5 separate regions of the Mus musculus genome follow, and regions 1, 3, 4 and 5 are each linked to region 2. Evidence: chromatin contacts called from public promoter capture Hi-C and targeted proximity ligation data. All regions are on one chromosome and are shown on one strand. The core of a region is the stretch at or near the end of the contact, and the rest is flanking DNA. Distances in the headings are between cores, read along the strand shown. Region 1 holds the start of Rnaseh2c (ribonuclease H2, subunit C). Region 2 holds the start of Ctsf (cathepsin F). Region 3 holds the start of Clcf1 (cardiotrophin-like cytokine factor 1). Region 4 holds the start of Coro1b (coronin, actin binding protein 1B). Region 5 overlaps Kdm2a (lysine (K)-specific demethylase 2A).

Region 1 (4,205 bases), core at 574-3,073, 750 kb before region 2:
GTATCAAGAAAGAAGATGTCATCTCCACACTGCAGTATCTCAACCTCATCAATTACTACAAGGTTAGGAGGCATGCTCAGGGGATAGATGAGATATGGATGCAGGCTCTGAGCTGACATGAGCTGGCTCTATCTCTTGCTCAGGGCCAGTATATCCTAACTCTGTCAGAAGACATCGTGGATGGGCATGAGCGGGCTATGCTCAAGCGGCTCCTTCGGATTGACTCCAAGTGTCTGCACTTCACTCCCAAAGACTGGAGCAAGAGAGGAAAGTGGTGACACACACTACCCATTGCCATACCACGAGAGCTGGCCGAACCATGGCTAGCACCCTGTCTTGTCCCATTTGAGCTTCGAAGAGGCACGCAAAGTGAGACAGGCCGAAGAACAGACCCAAGAGGAGAAGAGGCCTAGGAGGGGCCCACTAGTGGCCAGTGCCAAGGCAAGCTCAGGTCTAGGCCAACTCCGAGGATAACTGGCTTACTGGCCCAGGTCCGCTCTGAACACGTGGACCAAAGGGATCCAGGCAGCTGTGTACATTAAGATGGGTGGGGAGCATTCTGTACAGGACCGGTGATTGTAAAAATTTCTTTTATAAAGGAGGAGCTGGAGGGTGGGGTGGGCGCTGGTTGCAAAGTTCTGGCCCCTCTTGCCCCCAGAAATAAATTGTTTATATAGGCAGAGCTATCAGGAGTTCTTACCAAACTGGGTGCCATGTAATGGCAGCTTCAGGGTGCTAAGGTGCCCACAGACTCAGGCATTGTGAAGATCTCATTTATTGGGATAGAAACAGTCGCTCCAAGTGGTGAGAAGGGATCTGTGACTGTCATTCTCATGATCTGGTTCTCAGTCCTCAGGGACCTGGGCGTGAATCTGCAACAGGAGTCACTTCTACTTTGTGACTTATAATACACAGCAGTTGGGTGGGGACCCAGCTGCTCAGGGTGATAGCCTCGTCTAAGAGAAAAGTGGGGAATGCCCCCCACCACTGGGAGTTTGGGCCTCCGGAGCCATGATCCCCGTGGTGTTTATTGCCCTAAAGCCCCCAAATCACTAGAGACACTATTCAAATCGGATAGAAGGACTGACCAAGTCTGAGGAGGAAAAGGGCTCCTGAGTATACGTACCGCTGCTGCGAGGCTGGGCCAACCTAGGGCCCTATGCACTTTGGCATCTGGACCCGGGACCGTTTCCAGACCCCACAAGGTGAAATGGCTGAAGCTGCCGGTGGCCCCGATAAGGCGGTCCTGGAAAAGGCCGGGTTGAGACTCGGGACAGCAGCTACTGCCCTCACCCCAAACCTACCATCTCCCTTTGCTCACGAAGTCCCGCTCCAGCGGCTCCTGCGCCTCGTCCGCTTTGTCCTCCGCGTCCCCGGAGAAGTTCAGTTTCCCTATCAACCCCTCTCCCTTCTCCTCCGTCACCATCACGAATCCCGCAAACCCTGGCGGCACAGCTACCTCCTCGCCCCGCAGGCCGCGACCGCGAAACGACGCCTGTAGCCCTGCAGGAGGGACATGCAAAGCCATCAGGCCAGCCTGGCCACGGGAGGATGTACGGGTGGCGTCTGCCGCGGGCCACGAAGCCCGAGAGCCGCGGGGCCTGCTCGGACTCACCGTCTGCATCGTGGCGGACGGCGGGCGTGAAGAAGCGATCTACCGGGGCCGGCCGGCTGACTAGAACGTCGCAGGGCAGGAGGTGCAGCTTAGCCGGTGCGGCACCACGCAGCGAGCCAGGGCGCAGGTGAATACGCTGTTTCCCGTCTGCCGCTTCCTCCGGGTTCTTCATCTCAGAAGCTTGTAAGGTTCAGGCAAAAGCTGGCGGGTGAGGAACGCAGGGCCTGTCGGGAGACCGAGCACACTAGATGCAGAGCCTTATGGGAAACGTAGTCTTTTCTCTGGCTGTTCTCTGTAAGCACCTGCCTTCCTGTGCTCAAGTCTTTATGTGTGATCTCATTCTTGTGCCTCCACTTCCCAGTGCTGGGGTTTAGCTTGCGCCACCGTGCCCACCCAGCCCTAATATTTTTATGGTTTTTGTCGTTTGAAAGCAAGCAAACAACAACAAAAAACTGAACGGATTCCTAGAAGAGTCCTATTTAAATAGGTTGTCTGACAAACTATTTTTGGTGGTGATGAGGATTGGACTCAGGGCCTTGGACATATTAAGCACGTGCTCTAGGACTACCATCCTGTAGGGAAAAAAGGCCAAAGAAAGAACACCCGACCCCTGACTTGACTCTAAAACCAGTGTAAATGTTACAGCTCTGAGGAGAAAGGTATCCTGGCAGTTGGGAGCCAAAAATACTACGAAATCACATCCTACAACAAACCTCACATAAGAGAGTTATTGGAAAAGAGACAGGAGGGAAGGCGGCTGTCTCTGCTCAGAAGCAGCAAAGAACGGAGCAGGAGGGTTTTGGAGATGGGGCAGAACTATCCAGAGTGCTCTGAGAATGGAAGGATTTTGCAACCTGATGTTGGGGCAGCTCAGGGACTGATGCAATCTGTGGCTTCATCTTGGGTGGGTTTTGTTGTTTTGTTTTTTCTTTTCTTTGTTTGTTCGTTTGTTTGAGATAGGGTTTCTCTGTGTAGCCCTGGTTGTCCTGGAACTCACTCTGTAGACCTGGCTGGCCTTGAACTCAGAAATCCGCCTGCCTCTGCCTCTCCTGTGCTGGGATCAAAGGCCTGCGCCACTATGCCTGGCTTGTTTTGTTTTGTTTTGTTTTGTTTTGTTTTGTTTTGTTTTTTCCTTAAGGCAGGGCCTGGTTAATTTCCAGTGGGGCTGGACATAATGATTAGAGAAGTCTTGAGGGCAGGGCCTGGCTGCTCAAACCTCAAGGGAAACACACTGCCCCTGGCCTGTCTCCATGCCTTAAGACTTGGAGATTCCAGCAAATAATATTTCACTGTTGGTCTCCAAGTAATCCTTCCAGCTGCGCTGTATTTCCCACCAGCTCACACTGCACATGCCCCACCAGCTCACACTGCACATGCCCCACCAGCTCACTGCACATGCCCCACCAGCTCACTGCACATGCCCCACCAGCTCACTGCACATGTCCTACCAGCTCACACTGCACATGTCCTACCAGCTCACTGCATATGCCCCACCAGCTCACTGCACATGCCCCACCAGCTCACGCTGCACATGTCCCACCAGCTCACTGCACATGTCCCACCAGCTCACACTGCACATGCCCCACCAGCTCATTGCACATGCCCCACCAGCTCACTGCACATGCCCCACCAGCTCACACTGCACATATTGTACCTCCTTACACCCATTGTCAAGCCATCTCATACGTTCCAGTGGGCTTTCCCAGCCTGAACCACTAATCAATAGCCCGAATAATAGCTCTTAGCTGTACCTTTCAACTATCAAAGGGACTCAGCTGCTCTGACAAGCGTGTGGTCTAACTGAAGCTGCTGATTTGACTCTGCTAAGATGTGTATGGATCTTTTCTGCGGAATTCTGCCACCAACCATGTACAGACCTTAAAATTTGTTTTGTTTTTTGTTGTTTTTGTTTTTGAGCCAGGGTTTTTCTGTGTAGCCCTGGCTGTCCTGAAACTTGCCCTATAGACCAGGCTGGGTTTGAACTCAGGAAATCCACTGGCCTCTGCCTCCCAAGTGCTAGAATTAAAGACATGTACCACCATGTCCAGCTGCCACCCATCATATTTGGTTCCAAACTCAAGAGTCCACCTCTTCAACTGCTTCTTCCCTTCGCCTGCTCTAACCAAAGTGTCCATTCTCTGGCTCCCGGAGCATGCTATGCCCTCCAAGGTGTCCACTACATGGGCATCTCCCTGCTGCATCCTCCAGGGCTCCATCATGTGGGCAGTTTTCTAGTTATTAAGCCCTGCCCTCCTTTTCCTCTATTGGACCCCACTTCCCATTTCCTTGCTTTCTCCTCCAGGGGCTGCTTGCAAAGTACCAAAGCTTCCTTGGGGGCCTCTGACCTTGTCCCCCTGCCTCTCACAGCTTCTCTGTGCCCCCCTGGGCTTCTCTCTTGTCTCAGCTCCCACTTGGCATGCTCAATTTTCAAATTCTCTCCTATTGTAACACCTTCTGCCACTGCACAAACAATCCAAAAAGGTCTCGTATCCAAACTTGCTCTCTCCTCCTCTGTTTCTCCCAGTCTACACCTGACCAGGACAGCTCTTATATATGGATGCTTAACATCCAAAAGCACCCCCCCACACAC
Region 2 (4,934 bases), core at 983-3,482:
GATAGATCCCTGGGGCCGGCAGAATAAGACATGAGGGAAGCCGACTTCAAAGTGAGAGACATGCTCAACTTTGGGGGCCCAAATTGGAACAATGACTTGTTGAATATAAAACCAGTAATCTAAATGAGACCGAAGGGTGTCACCCAGGAGAGGTTACCGGAAAGGCCATGACAGAGGAAATCCAAAGGAGAAAATCTGGTCTAAGTCTTACCCATCCTGCCTAGAGGGATGAAGCCCATGGTTTCCGGTTAGGAAGACAAAACGGAAGGAGGAAACCAGGCCACTCCTTGACAAGATGACTGCCTAGAAAGCTGGATAGGACCCTAGGGATATGGGCTCCTTGAGAGACACAGGATCCTTTTTGTTTGGTTTCGGACCCCTGGACCAGGGACTGAGGTGCATATGTTTCATATCAAGGCAGACCTGGCCTCCAGCTTCTCCCAGCACCCCTCAGTCCCTACCCTGGCATACCCAGAAGCTCTTCCAGACACAATCCAGGCATTTTGGTCTCCTCACTCTCCCTTTTCTCTTCTTTTCTTCTCTCTCTGTGTGGGCCCTTTCTCCCCTTCTCTCCCTCATCTCCTCTTCCCATGGTGATTTCCGTGGCCTAATCACTGGGGCCAGTGAACTCGCCAGAGAGCAGCTTCCCAATAAACCAGCAGTTAATATCATCTTATCTGCCTTGATCTGGCTCAGTTTACCACCGGGGAAATAAGGTATCACTGTGTACTTTATCTCCTTAGTATCAAGGTGCCGTGACGGGAGAAGGCCCAGGCCTGACGGAGACAGATGACAAGGCTGGGGCCTACCTTCCCTTGATTCATAAGTCCGGTTATAGGTGGTCATGAAGTCCTTGAAGAGTGGAGCCATCTTCACAGAGAAGTCCTAGGAAGGCGGAAGGATGTTCACTTACAAGTCCAGCCAGACCCCAGTGAGCTGACTGAGCTCTACCCTGGAGGACCAAGACAGGGAAGTCACTATGGGAAGAGGAAGTGAGGGGGAAGAGAGAGAAGGGGCGTGCAGAGAAAGAGAAGAGAAGGGAAAGAGGATTAAGGGGCCTTTGTCTCTCCTCGACACAGGGTCTTCACCTGGGGCAGGGGATCCTTGTCCAACAATGGAAGGAATGAGCTGAAAGTCGCATTTCTAAACTCTGGATAGGGTCGGAACAGAGAAGTAATTAAGGCTGGATTCTGACTCAAGTATGGTCTGGGCTCTCCCAGTCTCCTTGAGCAATCCCAGCACCTGTGACCTTGGCATTCACTGGGCTACAGTCCCTCCTCAGCAGCAAGTGTTCTTTTAGCTCTTCCAGGACTTCAAAACTGCAGAGCTGGAGGCATAGAAAGAAGACGGTCTTGGGACAGTTTGAAACAAGGTCCTGGCAAGAGCAGCTAGAAGTTCCTCAAAGGAGAGCCACATGGAAGGCAGTCATAACTTGGTGAAAGAGGGAGGCCAGCAGCAGACACCCAGCACCCCAACACCCACCCTTTCAGAGCATCTTGGTCTCTAACTTGGTATCTCAGGAGTAACCAATGCCTCGACAGGACCCACCATTCCAATTGTTTGCCAGCTAGGGCCAACAATAGCTGACCTCTTCACTCACCACTGTTTTCTTCGTCTCAGGCAGTGGGCACACCAGGGGATCATTGCAAGGTGGCTCCTCTAGTGTGGCTTCCAGGGAGAACAGAGAGCCCTGGCCGGCCTGGATGGAGAAGAAGTTGGGGCTGGCCCAGCCATCCCCTCCCCCTTTACTCCTCTTAGGAGACCATTGCCCATCTGTGCCTCCCTACCGGATACAGGTCTAAACAGGTCCTTCCCTCCCCTGTCCTGGCCATCATCCCAAATTTAAGCCAAACTCCACCTTGCACCATTCCTGGGCCCAGGCCCCGCGCCCGCTCCCCGCGCGTCCTCACCCGGCGGACGCGTCCGCGCACCGCTCCTAGCACGGCCCTTGTCCCCGCAGCACGGCCGTAATTGTACATGTCCAGCGCGAAGCGGGCGGGGGCCAGCAGCTCCTGGGACGACAAGTTCCAGGCCTGCTCGTCATCTGCCCAGGGCTTGGCGGGGACGGGGCTCAGGGCCACAGTCGAGAGCAGTGTCAGCAGCCACAGAAGCTGCAGTAGGGGCGCCATAGCGAGGTCGAAGCTGCTCGCCCGGATTCACTGACCCACAAACACACGGATCAAGAGACCCGAGGCGGAGCCTGCTGTCAGAGGCCACAGAGAGTTTCCCTACAACGTTGGAGAACGCCGGGGCGGCCAATGGGCACCGATTCCTGGCGCTTGCGCGCTCGCTTATTTACGCGAGGCACGTGGACCACGGGGTGCGGGATGCGGGGGGGGGTGGGTGGGGGGGTGGAGAGGGTGGAGTGAGGGGAGAGGACACTAGGTTGACAATAAAATAAGAATCTACGCCCTTTTCTATCTTACGCAGGAAAAGCCAGATCCTTTTAACCATGGCAGACCTGTGAGGTCAGTGCAGTCCCATTGCGTAGATAAAGAAAAAGAAGCTTACAGATGACTCTGATAAGAGGTGAACCCAAACAATTGGTTCCTCAGCCTGCCTTCACGGTGTGATCTCACCTTTGAGGCACCTATTGTCATTCACCAGACGGTCAGTAATATTATGGGTTGTGGGACCAGAGGATGTAGGTAGTTCAGTGGCTAGTGTTTGCCTAGCTCTCACAAATGCCCTGTGTACCATCCCCGAGCACGGAATAAACCTAGCCTGGTGAGGCACTCAGGAAGAGACAGAAAGTTCTGAAGTTCAAGGTCATTCTTGGATACCTAAGAGAATTTGAGCGTAGGCTACATGAGTCTGGCTGTTGTGAGGCTTAAAAGACATCTATATAATCAACAAAGCTGTGCAAAGGGTGGATCGTACCGTAAATCACTTAAAAGCACTGTGTTCCAGGACTGCCAAGGGACAGCGTCACAACTGAAAACAGAGGGTGGGAAAAAAATCTCCAAAGTGTAAAAATGTATGAGGGAATAACAAATTGAATCATAAACCAAGATGCATTCTCGTAAGCCTCTGCACACTTGGAGAGGGACCGGAAAGGAGGGTTTTTTATTATTGAAAGGGAAATGTCCATAAACTGCTTGGATACAAAAATCCATTGGTTTTGTATCGGAGAGGCAAAAATTATCCTCAGCTCATTGAAGGAGCTGTCGTATGTTATCTAAAGCGGTTAAAATCAGCCTTGTCACAGAAATCTTGTGTGTACGTGAGGAGTGTGCAGGGTATGTATATATGAAGGAGTTTTTTGAAGTCTTTAAGACAGTTCCCTTGGTTTGTTTGTCTTCAAAACAGGGCCTATGTAGACTGCTACATCCACTCCAGTAGTGACATGCATGACAGGCCAAAAGCCTGGATCTTGCCCAGGGCCTGCTTCTTTTGTACCACCCCGAGATTGGAGTTTCTGCCTTGTCCTGCTTCCCTATTACAACCTAAAGATTGAGGCTTGTTTCCTTGTCCTTGGCCAATGTCAGATTCCTGCCTAGCAGTACCCTATAGGTCTCTCCACAATGTATCCCATAAAGAATGCATCTACTGGGGCTGGAGAGATGGCTCGGGGGTTAAGAGCACGGACTGCTCTTCCAAAGGTCCTGAGTTCGATTCCCAGCAACCACGTGGTGGCTCACAACCATCTGAAATGAGATCTGGCTCCCTCTTCCGGAGTGTCTGAAGACGGCTACAGTGTACTTAATATAAATAAATAAATAAATAAATAAATAAATCTTAAAAAAAAAAAGAATCGTGCTTATCACTTTAAAAAAAAAGAATGCATCTACTGTATTTATAAACAGCACTTCTATGGGAGAGAAGTTTACGTGACTAGATCACGTTTGCTCTTTTGAGTTTCCTCCTACTTCAACACAGATAATTGAATAGTGTGCTGTAGGCATTTTTATAGAATGTGCATGGCATATTGTAAAGAATTGTTCTCAGTGTCCTCAGCTTCTACCTGTTCCACCCATTGGTGTTAATTCTTGAGGACTTTTACTTAATCAATTATTGCAAATAGATACTCATTTTTGATTTTAGAAAAATGAAATATGCACATTGTGACTATTGATACACTTTTAGTCTTTCTAATTACAACTGCTTTAACAAGAAAAGCAACTAAAAGTATAGTCAGTCATTGCCTATGTTGATTTTTTTTTTTATGCTTGGTGTTCCAAATCAAATTAAAATAGATATTGGAACTGGCTATTACAGCCAAGCATTTGAGATGTTTTGTCAACAATTTAATGTTACCCATGTTACTCATATTTTTTTATAACTCTTAAGGAAAAGATACTGCGGAGCTTTAAATATATATCTTCAAAAATTTTTTTAAATTTGGATGCCTAAAATCTCTCTGAGTGTCTATGGCACTCTACAACCAGGCATACTCATGAAATGAAAGGATCCACATACTGGCACATGACATGATACTGTTCAGGTATTTAATATGGGGAAGAGGGCATTTTTGTGTTTTCTCCACAGAATGCTGCAGCAGGAGCATGCTAGCTGCCAGAGTGATTGGTGAGACAAGCTGATGCTGGGACAAAGACTGATGCTGACCTGTGAGCTGGCTGAGTGCCCTGACAGTGGAGACAGGCAGACTGTTTTGGACTTGAGTTCCTGATCTCAGATTGGACAAACTGCCTTGCTTCAAACTTTTAGCTTGTGGGACTGAGAACATGGAGACTGGAAACCGCCTTCAAAAACGTAATCAAAAAGAAGTTATGACGAGTCTTCTCTTTCCTTTAATGTGACCAGTTATGCCTACTTAGTCATGCACTGTGCCGATAATCAACCCAGCATTAGAAATTGTTATTTCTTCATTTGGAAGGCTGATTCTGGTCATTTTAGAGACATATTTGAAAGTTAGCTACAATTCTCTATGACGCTATGTTAGCAGTAGATTGAGACAGGATATAGCAAATTTT
Region 3 (4,727 bases), core at 2,055-4,554, 640 kb after region 2:
CTAGCTCATGATGTATGCAGGTGGACCCCACCATAAGGCTGCATCCCAGGCCCCCTCCCCCAGCCCTGGTCCCCCGCACCACCCCCCCTGGCTGCTGCCCACTGATTGTTTACATCCCCTCTCCTTGTGTTTATAAATCCGGCTGAGCACGTGAGGAGCTAATGAGTGCAGCTCACGTTTCCTGCTGCAGCACCCCTACACTCCCTATCCTGGCCCCTGCCAGGGCCAGCCCCTAATTCTATCCAGATCCCTGGGCCCTGGGAAACCAGGCCCCCCTCATGAACACACACACACTGCCTTATCCGTGGCAAGTCCAAAGGCCACCCCCACATGCTACATAGGCAGGCAGCAGCCTCCCCTCAGCTCCTGGCCCATCCCACAGGCTGACCACCCTCAGTAAGGGTGGGGGGCTCAGCAGCGCAGATGTCCAGGGTAGATGGGGTAGACTTCATCTGGGTCCAGGGGCTAACAGCTGTAAATCCTAATGTTGGGCCCAGAAGTTATACAGTCTAGGCTAAATATGGAGCCAGAAGGAAAGGTCGTACCTTCAGTCCATATCAGAACTAGCATCTGGGTGACTTTGGAGTACACTGAGGGGAACTGAAGGGAGTAGTTTAAAAGTGGTGAGATCCATGTAGGCCCACGGAAACCTAGTCTTTCCACCCTCACTTCTGCAGTCTCAGGTCCCTTCCCCATGGCTGGTGAGGAATGAAGGTAGGGCCTGGAAGCCAGGAGACCGAGCTCTACCATGAACCCACCTGGTAGCAGTGGCTCCCATAGGAGACTGCACTGTGCTAAGGTTCCTCCCAGATGAATCCTATGGGGCTCCATCTTGGTGTCCTTTCAAACAGTCCTGTTTCCCCCCTTCTCTTCCTTTCTAGTCCAAAAGATGGACGGACCGGTGTCAGGGGAAAGAAGCAGCAGGCAAGGCAAGTCTTTCCTTGTGAAGTGAGTCCGGGAGCTGCGCTTAGGCTGAGGGAAAAGCTGCTCCACTATGCCACAAGAGGGCCCTGGGTTTCTCAGGGAGATGAGAGGAAAGCCACTGCTTTCTGGTCAGCAGCCCTCTGAGGCCGCCGGAAAAGAAGCGAAGGAAATAGCCCAGAGCGAGTGTGCGGGTGAACTGGAAAGGCTGTTGTGGTCAAGGATGTACAGGAGGGTGTGGGAGGGGCTGCAGAGAGTGCAGGAGCCAGGGTGTGAACAGGCAGGTGGGATTATGGGGAGGAATGTGAAGTGTCAGGAATCAGTAGCTAGTGTGTAGGGCTGGCTTGCAGAAGTGTGAACTGGACACTTGGGTGTGCAGCCGGGAGCCCATTACTCCAGTCAGCAGACAGTTCTGAGGTTGCCCAGGGACACCAGCTTCCATTTCTAGTTGTTCCTCTTCCTTGAAGTGTGGCTACCGGACACTAGAGCTATAAGGGTGCACCTTGACTGTTAAGAGAAGTCAGAACTTTCGGCTGGTGGTGAGGGGGGCGAACGGGATGGTGGTGTGTACTGACTGGACTGAGACAGATGCCTGTCAGGGACAATGAAAGCCAGAGATTTCCCTGCTCAGATTCAGAGAGAGAGACAGACAGACAGACAGAGAGAAAGAAGAAAGAGAGGAAGAAGAAGAAGAAGAAGAAGAAGAAGAAGAAGAAGAAGAAGAAGAAGAAGAAGAAGAAGAAGAAGAAGAAGAAGAAAGTGAGAGAGAGGTGTGAATGATGTTCCCCACCTCTAGTCTCTCTCTAAGATTCGGTCTGCCGCTGCCATATACATCCATCCTCCTGTCTGCCCTCCTTTCTTTTGGCAGGTTCTTCCTGCTCCTAGGCTCTGGAGAACACGGAGATTGGGGGTCTCCTAGAGGAAAGCCTTCTGCACCCCAGTGTAATAGAAAGGTAGGTGAGAACATGGGTGTGGGGACTTTGAAGAAGCTACGCGGACTTTGCTTGAGGGGATCAGCTCCAAGAACTGGGGCGGTGGAAGTTGGCAGTTCGCTGGCCCTACCTTCTCGACCGTGACCTCTCGATCTCGGACCCCTCCCGGCGGCGATGGCGCCTTCCCCTTGTGTGGCCCCGGCGCCCCCGGCCCCGCCCCCCCGTTCGCTCCCTTCCCGGCGGCGGCGGGGGCGGAGGCGGGGTCCGGGCGTTGGGCTTCGGGGCTCGGCTGAGCCGCTGCCCGCTCCGGCGCGTCCACTCCCTGCCTGGCCCGCCCTCCTGCCACGGGCCGCCTAGCCAGGCAGCCGCTCGAGGGGCTGCCGGCAGTCTCGGCGCTCCCGGCCGCTGACGGACTTTTTCCTGCTGGGTCCGGCCAGGCTGCGTCTCCCCCACAACACCCTCCTGCAGTAATCACTCCCAGGCCACCGCGGGCTCGGGGCCCCGGCCACCCCGCCGCGCCTACCTGCCTCTGGCTCCCAGGCGGTGGGCAGCATGGAGGGCTCCGGCCACGCCGCGCGCAGCGTAGTAACCGGAGTCCCGTGGCGGCCCGGCCCGGCCCGGCCCGGCCCAGCTAGGTTTGCTCTGCCCTCCGCCCTCCTCTCGCGCGCCCTCCTGCCCTCCCCGCGGGCCGAGGAAGGAGTTCAGCGCGGCCCGAGGTGTCGGCCTCCCCCTCGCTTCCCGCTGCTCGGCCGCGGGCTCCCCCTCTGCCTCTCTCCCTCCCTCTTCCTCTCCTGGCCCCCTCCTCCCTTGCGCCGCGGCCCCCCCCCCACACCCTCGCTGCCCGCCTCGGACTCGCTCGCCCCGATTCTGGCGCGGGGCTCTGTGTCCGCGGGTTCCCTGGGACCCCGCCTCGCCGCGGCTCCAGGTGGCCGCCCGTCCAGGTCTGAGGGTTGTCCAGGCTCCCCGCCGCGTTCTCAGCCACCTCCTGGCTCCGCCAAGCGGACTCCAGGAATGCCGCGTCCCCACCCGGCCCCTCTCGAGGGCGCCCGGCCGTACCTCCCCAGCCCGAGCTCTGCTCCCCGGCCCGGCCCGGGCTTGGGGCTCCGAGGGTGGGGAGGAGGACGGGAACCGGATCTCACTGGTGCTGGGCGGGGGCGGAGGCCTCGGCCTCGGACGCCTGGCTCCTACCTGCTCGGAGGTCCATGGGGCTGGGGGCCGGGCCGGCCGGGCGCGGCTCCTCTCCCAGAGGCTGGCGGAGTGGGAGGGCGAGCCGCGGCTCCGGCGAAGCTTTAATAATCCCATCCGCCAGGCCCACTCGCAGGTTTTTTTCTCTCGGTTTCGCATTTTTTTTTCGGTGTGGGACATTCTGCAAACTTTTTTTTTTCTGACGTGTAAAGCTGTAACCACAAATTGTAGCAGCCCTCCCCGGGTGGGGGGAAGAGGGGGGAGGAGGGAAGGGAGGGCTTCTGGGGCTCCTCTCCCTCCCACAACACTGAGGGGGGGGGTGGTGAGGTGAGGCAAGGCTGCGACGGTACCACCCTAGGCCTCCTGGGGGAGGGGGCAGGGAGGGCATCGTCCCTCGGCAAACTCCTGAGAGCTTGGAAAGGGAGCTGGCCTTGGTGTGGGCTTCTTCCTTGGTGTCGGCCAAGGCATGCTGGCCTTCTTCCCTCTGCTCATTGCCGGGTTGAGGGTCCCTGTACCCACTCTACCTCTGCCTCTTCATTCTAACCTTCCCTCCCCCTCCCACTTGAGTAAATGCAATGACACATTCTCTCAAATGCCAGCAAGCTGGCCTCCAAGCAAGTGATGGTGTTTTTCCTGCTGCCCTTTGTCTGGGCTGACCGCCCCCCTTGCCTATTGTCCCGCCACTTGTCCCACTTCCAAAAGCTAGAGCTAAGTGTGGCGCCAGGGGCTGGGGCAGGTGACTAACCAGCTCACAATGCCCCCTGAGGAGGGGAGAGGGCACCAGGGCCCAGCTTCTCAGTCAAGTTCACAAGGGTTTTCATTCTTCCCGGTGACCAGGGAGAGTGCACATGGGTGGGGGATTTGTAATTCATTAATCAGCACAAGGCACCGGACCAGTTTCAACACCAGAGGCTTCACGGGTGACTCAGCGGGAACTCGAAGATTCAAGGCCATGGATAGACCCAGCATCCCGTTAGTGAAAAGCTTCCCCATCGAGACATTTGGCATCCTCTTCCCTTTGGGGGTTTGGGTTGTTGGTTTTTCCGGTGGTGAGGTAGGGGTGGTTTGGCTAAGAGCATTCTCCCTCCTTCCCCTCAGGCCTGGGTTGGGACTTTCTGAGTGGGAGACCTAGGGGACCCATAAGCCTAGACCCTCCCAGGAGGGTCTCCTTTCCTCCTCCTTCCTCCCTCTCCAGAGGGCTGCCAGGGAGAGCGAGGGAGCATGAGAGCTAGTGCAGAGGAAACAGCTGTCATCTGGGGCTTGGAGGCAGCCCCATTCTGTGATTTTTCTTGGGGGACAGTCATTTGGTCCCCAAGTCTTGGGTGCTTGTAGAAGCATTCCACCAATTAAGTCATCTGATAAGTTGCTGTGTTGTTTCTCTGTAGTCTCACCAGGGGTAGATAGCGGTGGCAGCCAGCCGTGGAAGGTGATGCCTGTCTCTGGAATGGCATGAGGTATTCACCCCCCCCCCCACTTCTGCTGGGACCCCTGGGAAAGGAGGGCACTCTGCCAGTCCAACACAGCCCCTCCAGCCTGTGGGTCAGCGTGGGCATCAGTCATGGCCAGTGCTAGTTTCCCAGGGCGGCACTTCCCTGTTCTGCACTGGAGAACTGGGGTGGGGGGGTGGGGGGGTTGGGAAAAAATTTGTTTTCAATTACCTCACTGGAGTGGGACAGACTTTGTTGTTGG
Region 4 (4,671 bases), core at 11-2,510, 710 kb after region 2:
AGGCCCCGTGTGCCCACACACTGTCGGGTAGGCCTTGTCAATGCGGCCCGTCTGTAGTCATGAAGAGCAGTCAGAGAAGAACCCAAAGTCCCGACCTCCATTCCTCCCAGTATCTATGGGCCCTCCAAGGTGCAAGAATAATGTGACTGCCCTGGTTCCTGGTGGCCCAGATGTGTCTGCTCCACCCAGCATATGAGGAAATGCCTGCTGCAGCCTCTTATCCACACTTGGTGGCAATAAACACTTTTTCTACTTCCATCAACAATCCATCAGTAGCCACGGGCCAAGAAGTGGCACAAACTGCCCTGCCCACAGGTGTGACCAGAGTGTCCTCAGATGTCCTCTCCACCCTGACCCGCTGAGGCCCACCTTGTTTAGAGGAAGCACCATAAAGGCGCCTCCACCACTGGCTTCCACAATCACTGCCAGGAACTTGGGGTTGACTGCGCAGAAGGTGCTGTCCCAGGTAACTCGGGACACTCGAATGTCCTCATAGCACTGGTCATTCTTGACCGGCTGACCGAATACATGCCGGAATTTGCTCTGCCGCACAACTTTTCGGAAGGACATGTCTGTGAGGGCAGAGACACCTGAATCAGCTCTGCTCTCCAAAGAGACACACAGAGCATGTCACCAGGAAATTGGTCCAGCGTTAGCTGGGAGTCTCTATTTCCCCAGTTATAGAAAGGGCTCATAGGTGCAGACCAACACTCTCTGCCTCCCCATCCCCTCCCTGGCTAGGGGTCTGAGTGTGTGTGTGCTGCTGAAAGGGAGACAGAATTTAGATCTTCTGTAGGTCCCAGATGGTTCCAAGGCGCTTTCCACACCCAGAGTTTGAAGGCTGGGTGATGGGGAGAAGAGGCAGCAAAAGGGGTTGGTTGGTCTAGCAAGGCCGCAGCTCAGTCCCGGGGACTGTGCAAAGAGCTGCAGAAGTCGGGCCTAGGGACCCTGGCTGAACAGGGGTCGAGGATACTGCCAGGTCCTCAAAGTGGCCTTGGAGCACGGTCCAAGTGAACCAGGAACCCAACTTCCAAAGATCCCAGCCCAGAAAGGGAGAGAGGGGCGGCTGGGGGGTGGGAGGGAGTCGGGAATGAAGGTGGGGCGAGGCGCTCTTCCGGCTCGCGCCCCCTGCCCCAGGCCCACGTCTGCGCCCCTAGTCCGTCCCTGCCGCTCTCACCGCTCACCGCTCACCGCTCTCCGCTCCCCAGGGGCGCCGGGGACTGCGGCGGCGACCTCGGGCGGCTCCGGATCCCGGCCTCTGGGAAGCAGGAAGCGGGAATCAGGAAGTGATAGCCGAGGGAGGCGGGGGCGGGGCAAGGTCACGCGCAGAAGGCGGGGCTTTAGGATGTCCCGCCCACGGGGCAAGGCCTAGTCGCCAGGCCCTGGGCTGCTTGTTGAAAGGGGCGGGCCTGCTTGGAGCCGCGGGTACAGACTGTGCGAGTCTCTTGAGGTGGGGTGAAGCCTGCCCTCTGATTTCCCTACCCAGTTCTACCCAAAAGTATTCTCTCGCTCCGCCTCCAATGTTTTCACGTGTTTTTTGTTTTGTGTTTGAGACAGGTTGTTACTCTGCATACTTGCTGGCCTGGAACTAGCAAAGAACTTACAGATATCTGTGCAAGGATTAAAGGCATGTGCCACCACACCCTGCCATAGGTATGGGTTTTAAAGTTGGGGGGTTCCTGATGTCAGATATGTACATTGAAGAGGTGAAAGGCAATCTCTTACATCTTGATGGACTCCTGTGGCTCCTGCTCTGGCTTAGAGAAAATCGAAGTAGAGGATGACAGTGGATCCCATGCATAATGCATGTCCTTTCTCTCCTCCATCCCATCAGAGCCTGGATTTGCCTCCTCATATTTGCCCTATCTCCTCTCATCCTGGAGGACGTAGGTGTCCCTGTTAGGACCCACTGTAGTAAGAGAACACTATTCCTCTGTGTCTACCTCCAGTAACCAGTGGTGATACGAGGCCGTCTTTCCCAGAAAGGGAAGAGGGACGTGGGAAGAGGCAGGGCAGAGGTAAAGGTGCTTTGTTTAGCCTTCATGAGGCCCCAACTGTGTGTGGGAGGCTAAGTGGACTTGTGTCCCACCTCAGTGGTCACTATACTCTGAAGAAACAGGCCTAGAGAGGACAGGTGCTTGATTGAGACCTCCCAGCTGGGATTCAGCCCAACTTTGTTATTTCCAATGTCTTGGGATTTCTCACTGTTTGTAAAACCTGGAGCTAGGGAGGCAGGAGTGTGGCTTGACTTGGGTAGCAGATGTTCACAGGGAAGCCCATATGATGCCAGGTGGCTACAGTTCTAAGTACCACCCCCACCCCCCACATCACCCCACTTCAAATAAAATCCATAGTTCCATGTTCCTATGTCAGAATTCCTGTCTGACCCCAGGGCACCCAGCACTGTCCCCTCTCAGCACGTGTCCCAGTGACAGCAAACCTCAGTTCCCACCTCAGGCTAACACATCCTGCTCCCTTCTTCCTTCTGGAAGCTCTTCCTAGCCTTGGGAAGGCTTCATCCCTCAATGACCCCAGGCCTCAAGTGTCACTTCCCCTGTGGGTCTTTCTGAGCTCTCCTCTCACCCAGTTCTTCCTGTTCCTGGTTCCCATTAATCGTTCTTAGTCCCAGATGCTACATTGTGTAATTATTTGGCACCCTGCTAAGATTCATGCCAGCAAAGGAAAGACAGGGACTTTGTCTTGTGCACTCCCCTTATCCCCCAGCCTCCACCCTGCCTTCCAGTGCCCAGAGGGAGACCCAGCCAGCACCCAGCGTGAGACCACTTCATGCTGGGTGAGCGAATGAGCAGCAGAGCTGAATATAGAATTGCAAAATATTCCTATTCACAGCTCTCAGAACCAACACCTGGCTCCTTTGAAGAGGCACAGGCATCTCACCTGGAGGGGGAAGGCGGACACACACACACACACACACACCCCGCAGTATGTTGCCTGAGCTGGGGACTGTTTTGAGACTGAAGTCTCTCCAAACCTGTGCTGTGAGCCCCTAGGAAGCCCCTTATCTTGTAAAACCTTCTTTTTGAGTAGCAATTCTCCCACGTGGGAAAGGCTCCCTTTGAGAACCGTGGAGGTGGGGCCCTGAGAGATGGGGTGGGCTAAAGTTGGAGGTGGGGAAGTTTTATTCTCTGACCTGTCTGCGGTGTTGAAAAGGCTTCGAGGCCCCTATTAGGAGAAGGGAGCAGAGTGCCCCAAAGGAGACAGACATTAGGCTCTGCCCTTAGAGCCTGTGAAGTCCAGCGAACAACATGGGGAGGAGGTCATTTCCTGTGGAGGAGACACCATGACTGTGTAAGGGGACATATAATTGGCTCCCAGGCTACTCGCCGGGAGGAGGGCTCTGGCTCTAGGCCTCACTGGGTCTCAGGGTGCTCACGCGTGTATCAGATAATGGCCGTCAGTGACTGAAGGCTTGTTTTCTACCAAGGAACCTCCTTACAAATGGGCAGATTAAGTCCCCAAGAACTTTGTTGAAGGCCACACAGTCAATGAGTGGTGGAGACAGGGCCCAAACCCTTAGAGATGCCCTGGACCCTATCCATGGTCTCTAAAACGAAAGGCTGTCCAGAAAGCTATCTGGTAAATGTTCACTAAATACTTGTTAGAGCAATTAATTCAACAAATGCTTCAGAAATCTCTCTCCCACTGGCTTTAGTGCCTCTGGTGTTTGAATAAGAATGGCCTCCATAGGCTCGGATATTTGAATGCCTGGTCACCAGGGAGTGGAACTCTTTGATAAAGATTAGAAGGATTAGGAGGTGTGGCCTTGTGGGAGGAACTGTGTTCATTCACTCTGCCTGTGATTGGGTAGTGCGGGGGTTGGGGTGGATCTCTAGCACTGTGCCTGCCACCCCTGCTACGATGCTCATGAATTAAGCAAGTTCCCAATCCCATGCTTTCCTTTATGAGAGTTGCCTTGGTCACGGTGTCTCTTCACAGCAATAGACTCGTGAGTGACTAAGACAGGGCCAATAGTTCCTTCATGCTACCAGTGTGATTTGAAACTGCCTGGGCCATTCTGTGGCATTCTCGTGTAGCCACAGGCAAGAGAACATACGCTCCATTATTTTGTAGTGCTGGTGACTGAGCCCAGGGCCTTGAGGATTTTAGACAAGCACCCTACTGTGGAACTGTATCACCAGCCCTTTCTTTTCTTTAGATTTATTTAATTTAATTTATATGTGTATCTGTCTGTATATGTAGGTGCCCATGGAGGGATGTTGGATCCCCTGGAGCTAGAGTTTCATGAGTGTAAGTTGCCATATGTGGGTGCTGAGAACCAACGTTGGTCCTTTACAAGAATATTTTCTTCTCTTAGTTGCTAAGCCATTGCTCCTGTCCCACGAGCCTTCGCCGTTTTGATCCAGGGTCTCACTATGTAGTCCAGGCTGGCTTTGAACTTATGAGACTCTTGCCTTGGCGTCTTGAGTGCTACGATTACAGGAGTGAGCCACACCCAGCACATTTCCCCCATCATACGGATCAGAAAAAAATGACATTAAGAAATGATAATGCAGTTGCCTGTGCAGCCTGCCACCTTGCCTTTCTAAGATGCAGGCATCCTAGAAGCGAAGCATAAACCACCCCCCACCCCCGTTGGGGACATCTGGGCTGAGGGAGGGAGGCCTGATCTGGGAGCACAAGAGGCTGAGA
Region 5 (4,413 bases), core at 696-3,195, 540 kb after region 2:
TGTCCCCTCTGCCACTCAGCCCAGCTTTGACCCTGGCAATAACCAGACTTTTTCCAGGAAAACTGGGTTTCTGGCAAGGGATGGCATTGTTTCTTCCAATCTGCTGATTTCTCTTGGCTGCACCTTAAAAACAGCAGTCTGCTCCCTTGACCCTCTGCCATTCCATTGGTCTTCAGGTCCCAGAATCCTGGGCCTGAAATGTTGAGGAAACGCCAGTGACTTATTCCAGAGTGCCTCAGTTGGGGGAACTTCTGTAAAGAACCCTGGGTGTTGAGCAAAAACCTTATTAATACTATTAATGACCTATAATTAGAAGCTTCCTGACTTTTTTTCTTTTTGGTTGCTCCTGTGGAAAATACTAAAATTACTAAGTTTTGTTTGTTGTCTTTTTATGAAAGGGGAGGTGGAGAGACCCTTTCAGAGCAGGGATTGTGCCGGGAGAGTGCCTCTGCCCTTTGGGACAGTTCATCCACAGAAATTTCTAAGCTGATGGCTTGTCTGGGTTTTGGTCTTTGCATTTGAATTTAGAAAAAGCAAGCATTTTACCGCACAGAAATTTGTCAGTGGAAAAGGGAGCTCAGGGTGGTGGCAGATGGACTGACGCCCTTGCTGGGTCTTTTCTTTAGGACTATGAGGGAGAATGGTTTTTAGAGGTGAGAGTTGGTCCTTGCAAAAAGAGAGAAGTGTCTCCGAGGACGTAGAACATGCGAGTTCATAGTCCTGCATCTACTCTTAGCTGCAGTCTTGCCAGAGCCTGGCCTCAGACTGCAGGACCTGACCTCTGCCTTCATCTTTCCACATACTGGGGCAAAAAAACACAAAGGAAAGGAAGAAAATTATATATATATAATTATATATATATAATATAAAATCACTTGGTGATTAAAAAAATAACTGCTCAATAAATAAAACTCCTAAAGTCACTATGTTTAAAGGGTTTGGTTTTTTGGGGGTGGGTGGGAAATATTGTAAATATATATTTTTTGTTGCTTATTTAGAGTCGATCTCCAATGTTGTGCTAAGATTTTTAAATTAAATGTAAGCATTAAGGGAATGAGTCTTAGGCCACCAGCTGACACATTGGCATTATTTTGGGTCAGGGAAGGAAGAAAGCTAGTTGGACTTTGTTTTCTAAAAGTTTCCCACTTGGTTTTAGAAAGAGCAAAGATGTCTTTCTTCTGACACTTGGGAATGGGAGATATTTGTGTAATAAAATTTTTAAAAGACAAAAAAAGAAATAGCCTCCAATGGGAAATATTTTGATTTGGTTTTCTTTTTTGTTTTTGTTTTTAAATAAAAAGACTTTAAAAACAAAAACTAACCCCTTTCATTTTTGGTGTATGTGTATGTCTATCTAAGAGGATGTCAGAAGGTCATATAGACATGCTGATGTCTTGCTAAAACTAGGAAGTGCCTGCCCCACCACTCTGGACAGAAACATCTGTGGTACAAGCCTGTATACTTACTAGCTTTCTTAATGTCAAAAAGCAACACTTGCTCGATGAAGTTAAATTTTAAAAGTACTTTACATGTGATTGCAGGCGTGTACATATACCATGGCATACTTCTGACCTGTGGAGGTTACAGGGCAGCTTGGAGGAGTCTCTTGTTTTTGTAACCATGTGGAGTTCCATGCTTGTAAAGGTCAGAGGGTAGTTTTTGGACACTTTTTTATGTATACAAGTGCTCTGTCATATTTGCATGCCAGAAAGAGGGCATTGATCCCATTGCAGATGGCTGTGAGCCACCACGTGGTTGCTGGGAATTGAACTGAGGACCTTCGGAAGAGCCAGTGCTCTTAACCAGTGAGCCATCTATACAGTCCTCCAACCCCTATCCCCAAAGCAAACTTTAATGGATGTGTAAGTATTTTATGTGGTAAGGCTAAAGGACCTCCCCAAAAGTAAACAGACTTAGAGCAGTTCCTGGGAACAGCCTGGGCATCTCTGACCTCTTGGCCCCAATAACCAAGACCAACCTCCCATGCTGAAGCCTCCAGATGGCCTGTGGCTGGCATTTGTCCCAACTCTAGGTTAACCATGTGACCAGAGAAGTACTGCCTGCTGCCAGAAATCCTCACTATCTCAGGAGGAGTGGATTCTTACTCATCCTGTTGCCCTAAGCTGACGCCCTGCTCTCTGCTCTAGAAACCGATGGAACACTGGTTACGTTTCCTGAAGATGAGCTATTTGGGTGTTAGCAGAGAAGAGGGGATTGTCAGCTTTGCCTCTGTTCTCATCCTTGCCACCCCTGTTTAGGACCTCAATCAGCACAGCCTCTAGTCCAGAGCTTCTTAACCGGGGGTTGTAGTCCCTTTGGGGTTGCCTAAGACCACTAAAAGAATATTTACATTATGACTCATAACAATACTAAAGTCACTATTTTCAAGTAGCAACAAAAAAAACAGATTTAAGGTTAGGCACCACCACAACATGAGGACTGTATTAAAGGGGCGCAACATTTGTAAGGTTGAGAACCATGGCTTCAGTCCAAATCAGGAGCAAGAATATTTTAATGACTGACCGACCCAGGTGCTGTTTCATACTTAAAACTCATAATGCAGGGGGCTAGGAGTGGTGCTTGCATGCCTTTAATCTCTTGAGTTCAAGGCCCACCTGGTCTACAGAGTGATTCAAGGACAGCTAGAGCTTCACAGAAACCCTATCTTTAACGAGAAATACAAATTTTAAATTTACTTAAGGTTTTATTTTTTTATTTGGAGAGTTCTCTTTATGTAGCCTTGGCTATTCTAGAACCTTCATATAGACCAGGCTGTCCTCAAACTCAGAGATCCACCTTCCTCTACTTTGCCAAGTGCTGGAATTAAGAGTGTGAACCATTATAACCGGCTAATTTGTTGTATATACATTGTCTGTGTATATGTCTGTGTACCATGTGGATGTTTGGTGTCCATAGAGGCCAAAGAGGAATCAGACCCCTGGAACTGGAGTTACAAATGTAAGCCACTACATGCATACTAGAAATTAAAACCAGGTCTTCAGGAAGAGTAACCAGTGCTCTTAACTGCTGAGCCATATCACCAGCCCCTGATTTCTGTTTTTTAGTTATGTGTATTATGTATGTGGATGAGTATGGTTTGTGCACAAGGGCAGTGCCCTCAGGCCAGAAGAAAGCATTCATTCGATCTCCTGGAACTGGGGTTATGGGAGTTTATGGACCATTGGACTTGAATGCTGGGAATCAAATCTAGTCCTCTATAAGAGCAATATGTGCTCTTAACAACTGAGCCATCTGTCTAGCTCAAAGCCTTCTGTGTGTGTGTGTGTGTGTGTGTGTGTGTGTGTAGCTGGAAGGAGGTGTATGTGCCTGTGTGGTTTGGATCCAGAGAAGACATCAAATTCCTTGGAGCTGGAGTTATAGGTATTTAGAAAGTCTCTTTACAAGACTCTGGCTTACTAGGTACAGGAATCTGAACTAGGACCCCATGATTATATAGCAAGTTAACCAATGAAACCATCTTTCTATTTTATTTGCATAGGGCCCTTCAAAAGAAGTATTTTGGGGAGGGGGTGCCTATTCCCCCAGGCCGACTTTGCTAAATGTGCTTGAACATTGGCTGCTTCACACTCTGGATGCACAGTTCTTCCTTTTCCCTATGTATTTCCACAGGTCCGGTCCAAGCTTAGGACGGAAGCTGAAAGCCAGAGAGCACTAAGCCTGATCCAGTCCCCTAACTTTCCCTGTCCTGTCCATCCCTCTCTAGAGGCTGAGCGCAGCTGCTATAAGCCAGGAGGTGCTGGAAGACAGTAGTGCACCTGAGAAACCAGAAAAGGAAAGGTAACAGGTAGAGGGCAGAAGAGAAATGAGACAAAGGGCTTGAGAGGATGCCTGGAGAGCAAATGAGACAGAAGACTCCAGCGAATGGTAGAGTCAGCAGACTAAGATTCTACCCTACTCCAGAGCTTTGCACATCATCTTTGTTCGCCAATGCTGGCCCAGAGAGGATAAGAAACCTGCCCAAGGCACTGGACGGGATTAATAGAAGTAGCTCTCAGATTCAGTCATACAACACTTCAGTACCAACGTGAGGACTACCAGACATCACAAGCTGTAATTCACAAGCGGTTGACTTAGGGTACAGGAACACATGCGCGTTGCATCTGGGAGGGTGGGTGTAGCTGAGGTCCAGAAGACTGAAGCTGGAATCTTAACCTCTGCAAAAACTCTGAAAAGCAGGTTGCGGCTGGGGCTGGGACAGGGCTGGACTACACGACCTTAAAGGTCCCTGGAAAAGTGCTGCTCCTCAGAACAGGGTCATGAGAATCTGGAAAGGAAGTAAGAACCTGCAACCTTCATTCTGGTGCCAGAAACTTGTAATCCCAGTGCTTGAGTAGCTGAAACAAGAAGATGGTGAGTTTGAGACCAGCCTGAATATATATTGACTTTGTCCCT

The links. Promoter capture Hi-C pulls out the DNA fragments that hold promoters and counts their contacts.
Region 1: a contact with region 2 is called in a promoter capture Hi-C map of liver, with 3 times the contacts expected there. A contact is called at or near these places in 1 of 39 promoter capture datasets (liver) and 1 of 130 datasets of targeted methods (pancreatic cancer cells).
Region 3: a targeted proximity ligation map of pancreatic cancer cells shows a contact between it and region 2. A contact is called at or near these places in 1 of 130 datasets of targeted methods (pancreatic cancer cells) and 1 of 9 other capture datasets (adipose tissue).
Region 4: a contact with region 2 is called in a targeted proximity ligation map of pancreatic cancer cells. A contact is called at or near these places in 1 of 39 promoter capture datasets (hippocampal neurons) and 1 of 130 datasets of targeted methods (pancreatic cancer cells).
Region 5: a targeted proximity ligation map of pancreatic cancer cells shows a contact between it and region 2. A contact is called at or near these places in 2 of 39 promoter capture datasets (hippocampal neurons and liver), 2 of 130 datasets of targeted methods (pancreatic cancer cells and stem cell-derived neural progenitor cells) and 1 of 9 other capture datasets (adipose tissue).

The regions. Positions count from the first base shown.
Region 1 is chr19:5,599,491-5,603,695 of GRCm38.p6, reverse strand. It overlaps Rnaseh2c (ribonuclease H2, subunit C), which reads right to left and starts at 1,823. Exons shown (of 4, transcript NM_026616.2): 1 at 1,616-1,823; 2 at 1,322-1,503; 3 at 1,127-1,246; 4 at 737-872. The coding sequence starts at 1,787. The coding sequence ends at 846. It overlaps Kat5 (K(lysine) acetyltransferase 5), which reads left to right. Exons shown (of 14, transcript NM_178637.2): 13 at 1-62; 14 at 144-682. The coding sequence ends at 278.
Region 2 is chr19:4,852,463-4,857,396 of GRCm38.p6, reverse strand. It overlaps Ctsf (cathepsin F), which reads right to left and starts at 2,232. Exons shown (of 14, transcript NM_019861.2): 1 at 1,911-2,232; 2 at 1,601-1,699; 3 at 1,243-1,327; 4 at 1,089-1,150; 5 at 810-885. The coding sequence starts at 2,129.
Region 3 is chr19:4,212,815-4,217,541 of GRCm38.p6, reverse strand. It overlaps Clcf1 (cardiotrophin-like cytokine factor 1), which reads right to left and starts at 3,304. Exons shown (of 3, transcript NM_019952.5): 1 at 3,042-3,304. The coding sequence starts at 3,057. Gm45928 (predicted gene, 45928) reads right to left here and starts at 3,117. Exons shown (of 4, transcript NR_132309.2): 1 at 3,042-3,117. LOC102631992 (a long non-coding RNA gene) reads left to right here. Exons shown (of 4, transcript XR_003952884.1): 3 at 1,790-4,492.
Region 4 is chr19:4,145,243-4,149,913 of GRCm38.p6, reverse strand. It overlaps Coro1b (coronin, actin binding protein 1B), which reads right to left and starts at 1,260. Exons shown (of 11, transcript NM_011778.3): 1 at 1,178-1,260; 2 at 370-572; 3 at 1-51. The coding sequence starts at 570. It overlaps Gpr152 (G protein-coupled receptor 152), which reads right to left. Exons shown (of 2, transcript NM_206973.2): 2 at 4,173-4,671.
Region 5 is chr19:4,313,048-4,317,460 of GRCm38.p6, reverse strand. It overlaps Kdm2a (lysine (K)-specific demethylase 2A), which reads left to right. Exons shown (of 21, transcript NM_001001984.2): 21 at 1-1,317. Among named protein-coding and RNA genes, the nearest start is that of Grk2, 9.0 kb to the right of the region's middle.